2 separate regions of the Xenopus laevis genome follow, and region 2 is linked to region 1. Evidence: chromatin contacts called from public Hi-C data. All regions are on one chromosome and are shown on one strand. The core of a region is the stretch at or near the end of the contact, and the rest is flanking DNA. Distances in the headings are between cores, read along the strand shown.

Region 1 (4,035 bases), core at 1,097-3,596:
TGTGTCAGGTCCAGACCCCAAAAATAAAATAGCACATATGAAAAGGCATGGAGATCAGTTCAACTACTGCAAAATTGACATACATACAGCATATTGTGTGGGGTAAAGCCATGAAAAATTATGTTTAATATAGAAAACATATATCTTCGGAAAGTACATATTCGGCTGAATCCAAAATGGGTAACTACCACAGTGTAAAGTTGCACCAAACTTTGCTGTTTTTATGAAATCCACCCCAAAGCTTGCATTTTACACCATCACATGCTCCACTTATTCAGTGTTGGACTGGGGGGTTGCCACCTGGGGGAGATTGTGCAGGTGAAATTGTTCACATTTTTGCGGACATTCAAATAATTTTAGCCAGAGGTATACACAAAAAGCAGGCAAAGTGAAATGTCCACCAGTGGGCCTAAAGTAAACAAACAAGAGGTCCTCTGCACTCAACCCATTATCAGTATATTAAAGACATTTTGAGTTATTCCTGGTCTGTTGGTCTAGAATAGAATTCTTCATGAATCAGATGAGTTGAGTTTAGGACTGGCCAGACCAAGGATGACAAACAATCCCTGTTCTATTTAAAGGGAAAGGCATTTTTAGTAGCTTAAAGGAGAAAGAAAGTTTAAAATTAAGCAAGCTTTATCAGAAGGGTCTATATAAATACACCAGAAAACCCTCAAAGTAATACTGCTCTGAGTCCTCTGTCAAAAGAAACACAGCATTTCTTTTCTTATATTGTGTACACATGGGCTTCTGTATCAGACTTCCTGCCTTCAGCTTAAACCTCCAGGGCTAGGGCTTGAGCATGCTCAGTTTGCTCCTCTCCCCCTCCTTCCTACCCTCACTGCTGTAATCTGAGCTCAGAGATATGAGTGAGCAGGGAGAGACTCAGGCAGGAAGTGATGTCACACCAAGCCAATATGGCAGCTGCTATCCTAAACAAACAGAGAGAATGTCTAGAGTGTTATAGCTTGCACTATTGTGGCTAATCTATTGACAAACTGCTTCGGTAGCTTTCCTTCTCCTTTAAGGCACAAAATGTCTCATTTTGGGTTAAGTGCAGTGTATTTGCTAACATTCTAATTAATATTTTCATATTTAAAGGCAAAACAATAGGATCAAAAAGAAAAAAAAAGTATAAAAACAAAAAAATCAGCAAAGAAAAAACATTCAGTGATAACAGGGCACACCAAGATTGGAGTTTATACTAGTGAGGCATCTATTGCCAAGAATATAAACATTTTTTCCCACAGAATACTCAATTTATTTTAATTGGTGACTAATAAGTGACAACTAATTTCTTGTAGGTATGAAATAACTATGGTCAGATAGTGAAAGACAGTACACATGACACCCAAAACAGCTGAGAACAAAGAGGGAGAAGTAGGACATAGAGGGAGAGGAAGGATGGAATGTGGGTGCAATAGGAGAAGTGGCACACATAAGCATGCTTATTGCACCCTATCCAAATCCAAGACCAGTCTAAAGGTGGCCATACATGGGCTGAGTGGGCAGCTTATTGGCCCATGTATGGGGACCACCAATGCAATGTTTCTTCAAAAATATTCTTTTGTGAGCACACAAGTTTAAAATGTGCGCACAAAAGAATATTTTTGTGTGCATAGCTAAAAAGGAATTAGAAGAAACATTGCGTTGCATTAAAAACTGGGTGTGCAGGTCAGAATAAATGCAAAATGTTGTGTATTCACATAAATTTCTTTGTGAGCACTACAACTTTTTGTGTGCACATGAGCACACAGCTTAGAGGGAACATTGCGTGTACAGGCTTGACCAATATCTTGCAGAAAATCGTCCAGATATCGATTGAGCAGGTTTAAAAATCCTGTTGTCCCAGCAGACTGCATTGCCAGTGATCTGAACACGTACAAGAGTATACCCTATTTTGTGTCCCTCTGCCATATGGTCCTGGGATAAATTTCCAACAAAAGGTGACACAGGCTCCACACTGAGTTTTCAGAAAGAAGAGCTGAAAGAAAAGATCCTGCCTCTCATATACTAAATCTCTTCTATAACACAGAGTGACCTTTGTAAGGACAGTGAGTGCTAAGGCTAAAGGATATTTGCTTTGCTATAACATAGTGCTACCAGGACTAACTGGGATTTCCCCTTTGAATAGGGAAACTTCTATTTGTGCTGAAGCATTCATCGAACAATTAATGAATGTTTAGCAATAAGCCGAGTCACTGAGCTCTAAAATACAGGCTCCTCCTTCTCCCGAAATGCTTTTCCCTCTGCTAGATTCAGTCTGGATTTCCCCTGCTCACTTCCCACAACTATTCAGGAAACCACGACAGCCTAAAATCCTGTAGAAATGGGCTCTCTGTGCTCTTGCCCGTATACTCTGTCAGTCACGCAACACTCACACACTTGGGAGCTGGATTCAAACACCAAACATGTCTTAAAGAGATTTCAGTTTCTAGCTTATCCAAGTTTCAGTCTCAGTTCTGGTATCCCTAGGATATGAACCTTTGTAGTTGTATAATGGGTACAAATACAGTGAGATTTAGCATGCTAGTGACCATGTATCCTGTAAGCCGTGTGTAGTACGAGTTAGTAAAAGACCCCTGTCTCTGTACTATGTGCTGCTTACAGGATACAGGGTCACAAGATGTACTAGAACAGGTATAGGACCTGGTATCCAGAATGCCTGGGACCAGGGTTTTCCAGATTAGAAATCTTGCCCTTATTTAAATCACCATACTTTAAGGGCAGAGACCCAGCGACAAATCTCTTCTTTGGGGCGACTAATCTCCCCAAACTGCCTCCCGCCAGCTAGAATGTAAATCGCCTGCAGGATGGCAATTTGTGCACTTCATTTTCCGAAGTTGCCGAAAGCTGCCGCACGAGGAAACTTCGGGCGACTTCGGAAAATGAAGAGCTCAGAGCGCCATCCTGCCGGCAATTTAGATTCTAGCCGGAACGAGACACTCCGGGGAGATAAGTCTCCCCTGAAGAAGAGGTGATTTACCACCAGGCCACTAAATCTCCCCGAATCTAAGAGTGTGTCTCTGCCCTTAATCTACTATAAAATAATGTAAACATTAAATAAACCCAATAGGACTATTTTATCTCCAATACATATTAATTAGATCTTACATGGGATTAAGTACAAGGTACAGTTTTATTATTAGAGAAAAAAAGAATTCCTTTTTTTTTAATGTAATTAAAATGGAGTTTATGAGAGACGGCCTTCCTGTAATTCAGAGCTTTCTGGATAACCAATCCCATACCTGTACATGTTACTGGAGAGGCTACAGTGTGAATAATTTCATTTCTACCTAGGTGTCCCATGTAAAATGTAACCCCACTAACCTTCTTGAATTTAGCAATTGGAATTTACATCCTCAAGCTGTAGCTACAAATGTCTAAATTGTTCCGGTTATTTATACCCTCATCCTAACTGCCTCCGATCCATTCTCTTTATGTAAAAAGAAGATATATTTCCATTTGTGCAATGAACAGCTGTCAATCTAAAGCTTGTAATCCATGCATAAATCATACAGTGAAACTAACAAATCATTACATAATTCGACTCACATACATTTGACCCTGGGGCTAGGAATTAGATCACAAAGTAGAGGTTTTCCTCCCACACTGATCAATATCTCATAAGCCATGTATTATTCCACAGAAAAATAAGAGGAGGAAGGCCTTGCATAAGGAATTGGGAGAGTGAATGGATTACTGATTTTGAAGGCACAGGGCTGCTGGCCATGGGAAGCAAAATGCAAATGGCGTCCAACATAAATACAGTTATGGGATCCGTCATCTGTAAACCCATTATATATTTACATGATTTTCTAGTAGACTTAAGGTATAAAGATCCAAGTTATGGAAAGATCAATTATCCGTAAAACCCCAGGTCCTAAGCATTCTGGATAGCAGGCCCCATACCTGTATTGGAAATCAGTTGAAACAAAGGCTTAGAATAGATGGTCTTAAAGAAGTTAATTTAAAGATGAACTTTACTTGAATTAATTTGCTATGTATGCATATGGCACAGTGGTTGCTTTAGAC
Region 2 (4,035 bases), core at 698-3,197, 71 kb before region 1:
CCACAAATTACAGTCTACAGAAGGGGGAAAATGTGCTGCAACTGACATGGTTTTCCGAGTCTGGGGAAATGTTTCTTCTAATTTTGAAGGCAGCATCCTTTGGACAAAAAAGTTTGAATGAAAAAGAAACCAAATCCAATTATAATGTCATAAGCTTATGTGAATGAATAGCCTCTGTAAAGCATGATCTAGGAGATATATATACATATACACACACAAGATAACAGCTTTCCTGTAGTGTCAAGCAGCGCCATATTACCTACTAGCATTTGTCTTAGCGCCACTAACAGTCATGGGCCTTAGATAAACGCCCCTCACAAGTCCACCAGTAACTATACTAGAACGAGCAAGCATGCACAGAAGTAGCTTTCAAGATAAACCTCATTAGTATTAAACTACTTTACTTAATAATATGCCTGGTTATCATTTATTTATATAGTGTGGACATATTCCACAGCAGTATACAACACTCACATCAGTCATTGTCCCAGAGAAAATTCCCATAACATTCTAACCTCTATGGACTATTTATTTAGTTTACTCACAGTACAGAGGTCCCGAAACAGACAGACACTGCAACAGAGGTCACATCAATGCTTTAAAGGAATAACATCTGCTCTTGGAGTTCTCATTTTACCCCCAACCACCCTTACATGGGTATGTGCACAAAAAAACCTCTCTTTTGCAAGGCACCATGTTAGCTCATAAAGTGAGTACAGATATCAGTATGTCATAGTTTCAAGTATGTCTATAACTGCAAATACACCTCAAATCTATCCTTGACGCTCAAGCTGGGCTTTCATGTGTACGGTACCTAGAAAACACAATGGCCATTGTCCCAAATTCTCAACTTTGCCAGCCTTTAGGCTGAGCCTCAGCTGCCATTGCTCCAAACCCCAGTACAGAGGCCAGCTCCACAGTTTGGGAACCACTGGCTAGAGAGAATGTTGGGTCAGTTTCAAAATTCCTGCATACTAACACACAAAGCAGGTCTAAATGAAAGCAAGATGTCCAGTTTTCGGATACCTGTTGCTGTGCTTTATTACATGATGCAACCCCTCAAATAAAGACTTTTGTATTCAATAGACAGCCTGACTGCACACACACACACAGCTCTCATGTACAGCAGGGCAATGGCACACGTGACCTCCGCACTGCAAGCAAGTCCTTCCAGCATACGCCATCTCCCATAATCCTTTAATCCAAATCTATAGTTGGAGAGAGTCGCTGGGTGCCAAGGAACCTATACATTATAAGGAAATATGTGCCTTCTGATTTCAAAACAAAACCAGAACAAACATTTGCATTGTGAACATTTCCCCGGTGTATTTGTGCAAGAGTAAGGTTTCTGAACCTGCACGTATTTTGCAGGCGGAAAAACAATACATTGTGCCTACTTTGTGGCGTTTAAATCAACTGCAATGCAATGCCTTCCTAATTTATTAGAGTGGCCGCTTCTACACGATACTCCCACTACATACGTCCCCCCACAAGTGCTTCCACCACCCCCCGAGAGAAGTGAAGCAAACAACACGCTCCTGCGCCACCGACCGCTCTTGGCAGGAAGTGCGCACTTTCACACAGACCTGATGTAAGTGACTTGAGATTAGTCTTTAAAATGAAGTGTGTGTGGCGTAAAAGAAAGCTATTATTAGCGTGGTAAAAAGTTTGTGTGCACTCGTAAAGTGGCAGGCAGTTCCATTACCTTGGATAAGTTGGTATCCAGCTCCTGGAATGGGCTGAGCAGGCTGGAGAGCATGGTGCTGGGCATTTGCTGCTCGACTCCTCGTGCTAAACGTGTATAGATGGGGTCGTTCCTTGAGATCGCAGTCTCCCCAGCGACCAACACCCGGTTTGGAAAAGTATGGTTCTAATGTGGACACACTACTAGGAGCCACTATTCTATTTGGTTTGATCAGACTCCTCCCACCCTAACACTTGCCCTTTCCATTGGAAGGATGCTTGTTGCAGATGCTCTATTATTCGGGCCATGAAAAGAGCTGGCTAATCCCATTACTCTCTTCTTCATTAGCATGATTAGTTGCCTCTTTCAAAAGGTGGGCCTCTCTGAGCTAACTTCTGTGCTTATTTGCACCCTGACAATTCTACAAAACAAGATGTCCCCTTCATCTCCCCAAAACGATACAGTGTCAACAGAACCATAGAACATATTAATGGATTACTTAGTTCGGAAGGCTCTTCATCTACATGTGACTGCAGTCTGTCAGGCCAGTGTCAATAGTTGGAAGTTAATGAGACTCAAAGCAAAATCATTATGAGTAAGACACTTTTAATAAAAAATATATTCAAACTAGTTATAGATCCTTCCAAAGTGGCGGGCCCCCTGCATATCCTGCGGGCCCCCTGCATATCCTGGGGTCCCCACTCATCACAGGGTCTGCTTGCTCAATAGTTCTGCCTCAGGCAATGGAAATACAGCCCTATTGTAATGGAAATACAACCCTATTGTAATGGAAATACAACCCTATTGTAATGGAAATACAACCCTATTGTGTGGCCCAGTCTGATACACCTAGTTGAGTTTGGAAATAGCTGTAAAGTCTTGGGAAGGCTAAAAGCTTTGGAACACGCAGGATGTTCACCATCAGTAGGGTTGCCACCTTTTCTGAAAAAAAAAACCCGGCCTATATATTTTTCTTTTTTCCTTATTAATAACATTGGGATCAACCATCATTTTTACCGGCCAGGTGGCAACCCTAACCATCAGTGGCATAACTAGATGTTACTGGGCCCCACAGCATTGCCCTATTTTACCAAATATATGTTGAAATTGCTCATTATTTGAGCCTCATAGGGGCCCCCTATGCCTCCTGGGCCCTCCTGCAGCCACAGGGTCTGCTTCCTCTAGAGTTACGCCCCTGCTGCCTGTGTCCACAAGCCATTTAAATATATGAAGACACAGAGTTTCTTAAGCTATATGGAAATAGTACTTACAGATAGTCATATAAGTAGGGGAGTGCACCCTGTGGCTGCTGAAGGGGGCTCAGTTGGGTTCAATTTGCCTTACACATCATAGTACCTGGATAGCAGTTCGGGTCAGTGGGCCTCCATACTCATACCAATAATCATACAGAATTAATATTATTGGTACAGTATATGGCCAGCTTCACTCAAATGCCAATGCACCACACACCCACCAATAAGTTGCTTTGTAGGTCTTTCAAAATGTGTCCTGCCCCAGACAATTCATACATGACTACCGTAAATGGTCAAGCAGTTTTAGTGTTGCTGCTTTTATGAGTATAATGAGGGAGGCAAAGAATTATAACAGACCCCCCCCTCCCCTTATTAATCCCAGTAGTATTCAAGACAGCAAAAAAATTATCTCAAATTCAATCTCACATCCAACTCATTGCTTCAGGCCCATGAAGGGCGCCTCTGGAATAGAGATTTGTTTATTTTCTCGTCGGTTCTGTACTAATCCTGGTACTGGTCAGTATATACGGTAGATCATCTGTTTATGTTTTCAGTATACTTATTAAGTACATACAGACAGCCAGGGGGCATCTTTACAGAACAATATCCCTGGGGGGTGGAATGCCTGACTTATCTTATTAAGCAAATTTAGCCTTCCCCTATCTGATTCAATACAGCATTTACCTTTCTTTTTACACAAAAGTTCCCCATAGACGGAAAGATCTTTGCTGAACGACCGATTTTAGCGAAATCCGACCAATCCGTCAAATTATTGTGAAGTTAGTGGGAATCGAACGATCGTACATCTTACGATTTTTCATCCAACATCTGTCGGATAATTGATCGGCCAGATTAAAAAAAAATTATCGGTCCCAGTGCAATCTATCTATGTTTGCAGGGCCAAGCAGGCAGCTTCCCTCAGTTTTCCTGGCAATATCGCCTGAAATAGTCTTTTTAGTTGATGGACAAATCGTACATTTAAACGATCGTTTCGAGATAATCATGGCCTCTTCTAGTGAGGTGCGGGCCAAGAAAAGCTCGACCCGCTCCAGCCCAACCCACGCCCATCAGTACCCGGTTTCCCCCCTTCATTTATAG

Evidence for each region. A called contact is a pair of places that touch in the nucleus more often than the background predicts.
Region 2: a contact with region 1 is called in a Hi-C map of the XTC cell line, with 4 times the contacts expected there. The contact joins the promoter of LOC108698659 here to the enhancer-like site in region 1. A contact is called at or near these places in 2 of 4 Hi-C or Micro-C datasets (the XL177 cell line and the XTC cell line).

What each region holds. Positions count from the first base shown.
Region 1 is chr8L:72,648,047-72,652,081 of Xenopus_laevis_v10.1, reverse strand. No RefSeq gene overlaps it. Among protein-coding and RNA genes, the nearest start is that of med29.L, 14 kb to the right of the region's middle. Within about 2 kb of position 2,346, at least 1 of the 7 cell types and tissues checked has an H3K27ac peak or open chromatin away from gene starts, as enhancers often do.
Region 2 is chr8L:72,718,967-72,723,001 of Xenopus_laevis_v10.1, reverse strand. It overlaps LOC108698659 (mRNA decay activator protein ZFP36L1), which reads right to left and starts at 1,947. Exons shown (of 2, transcript XM_018230315.2): 1 at 1,706-1,947. The coding sequence starts at 1,771.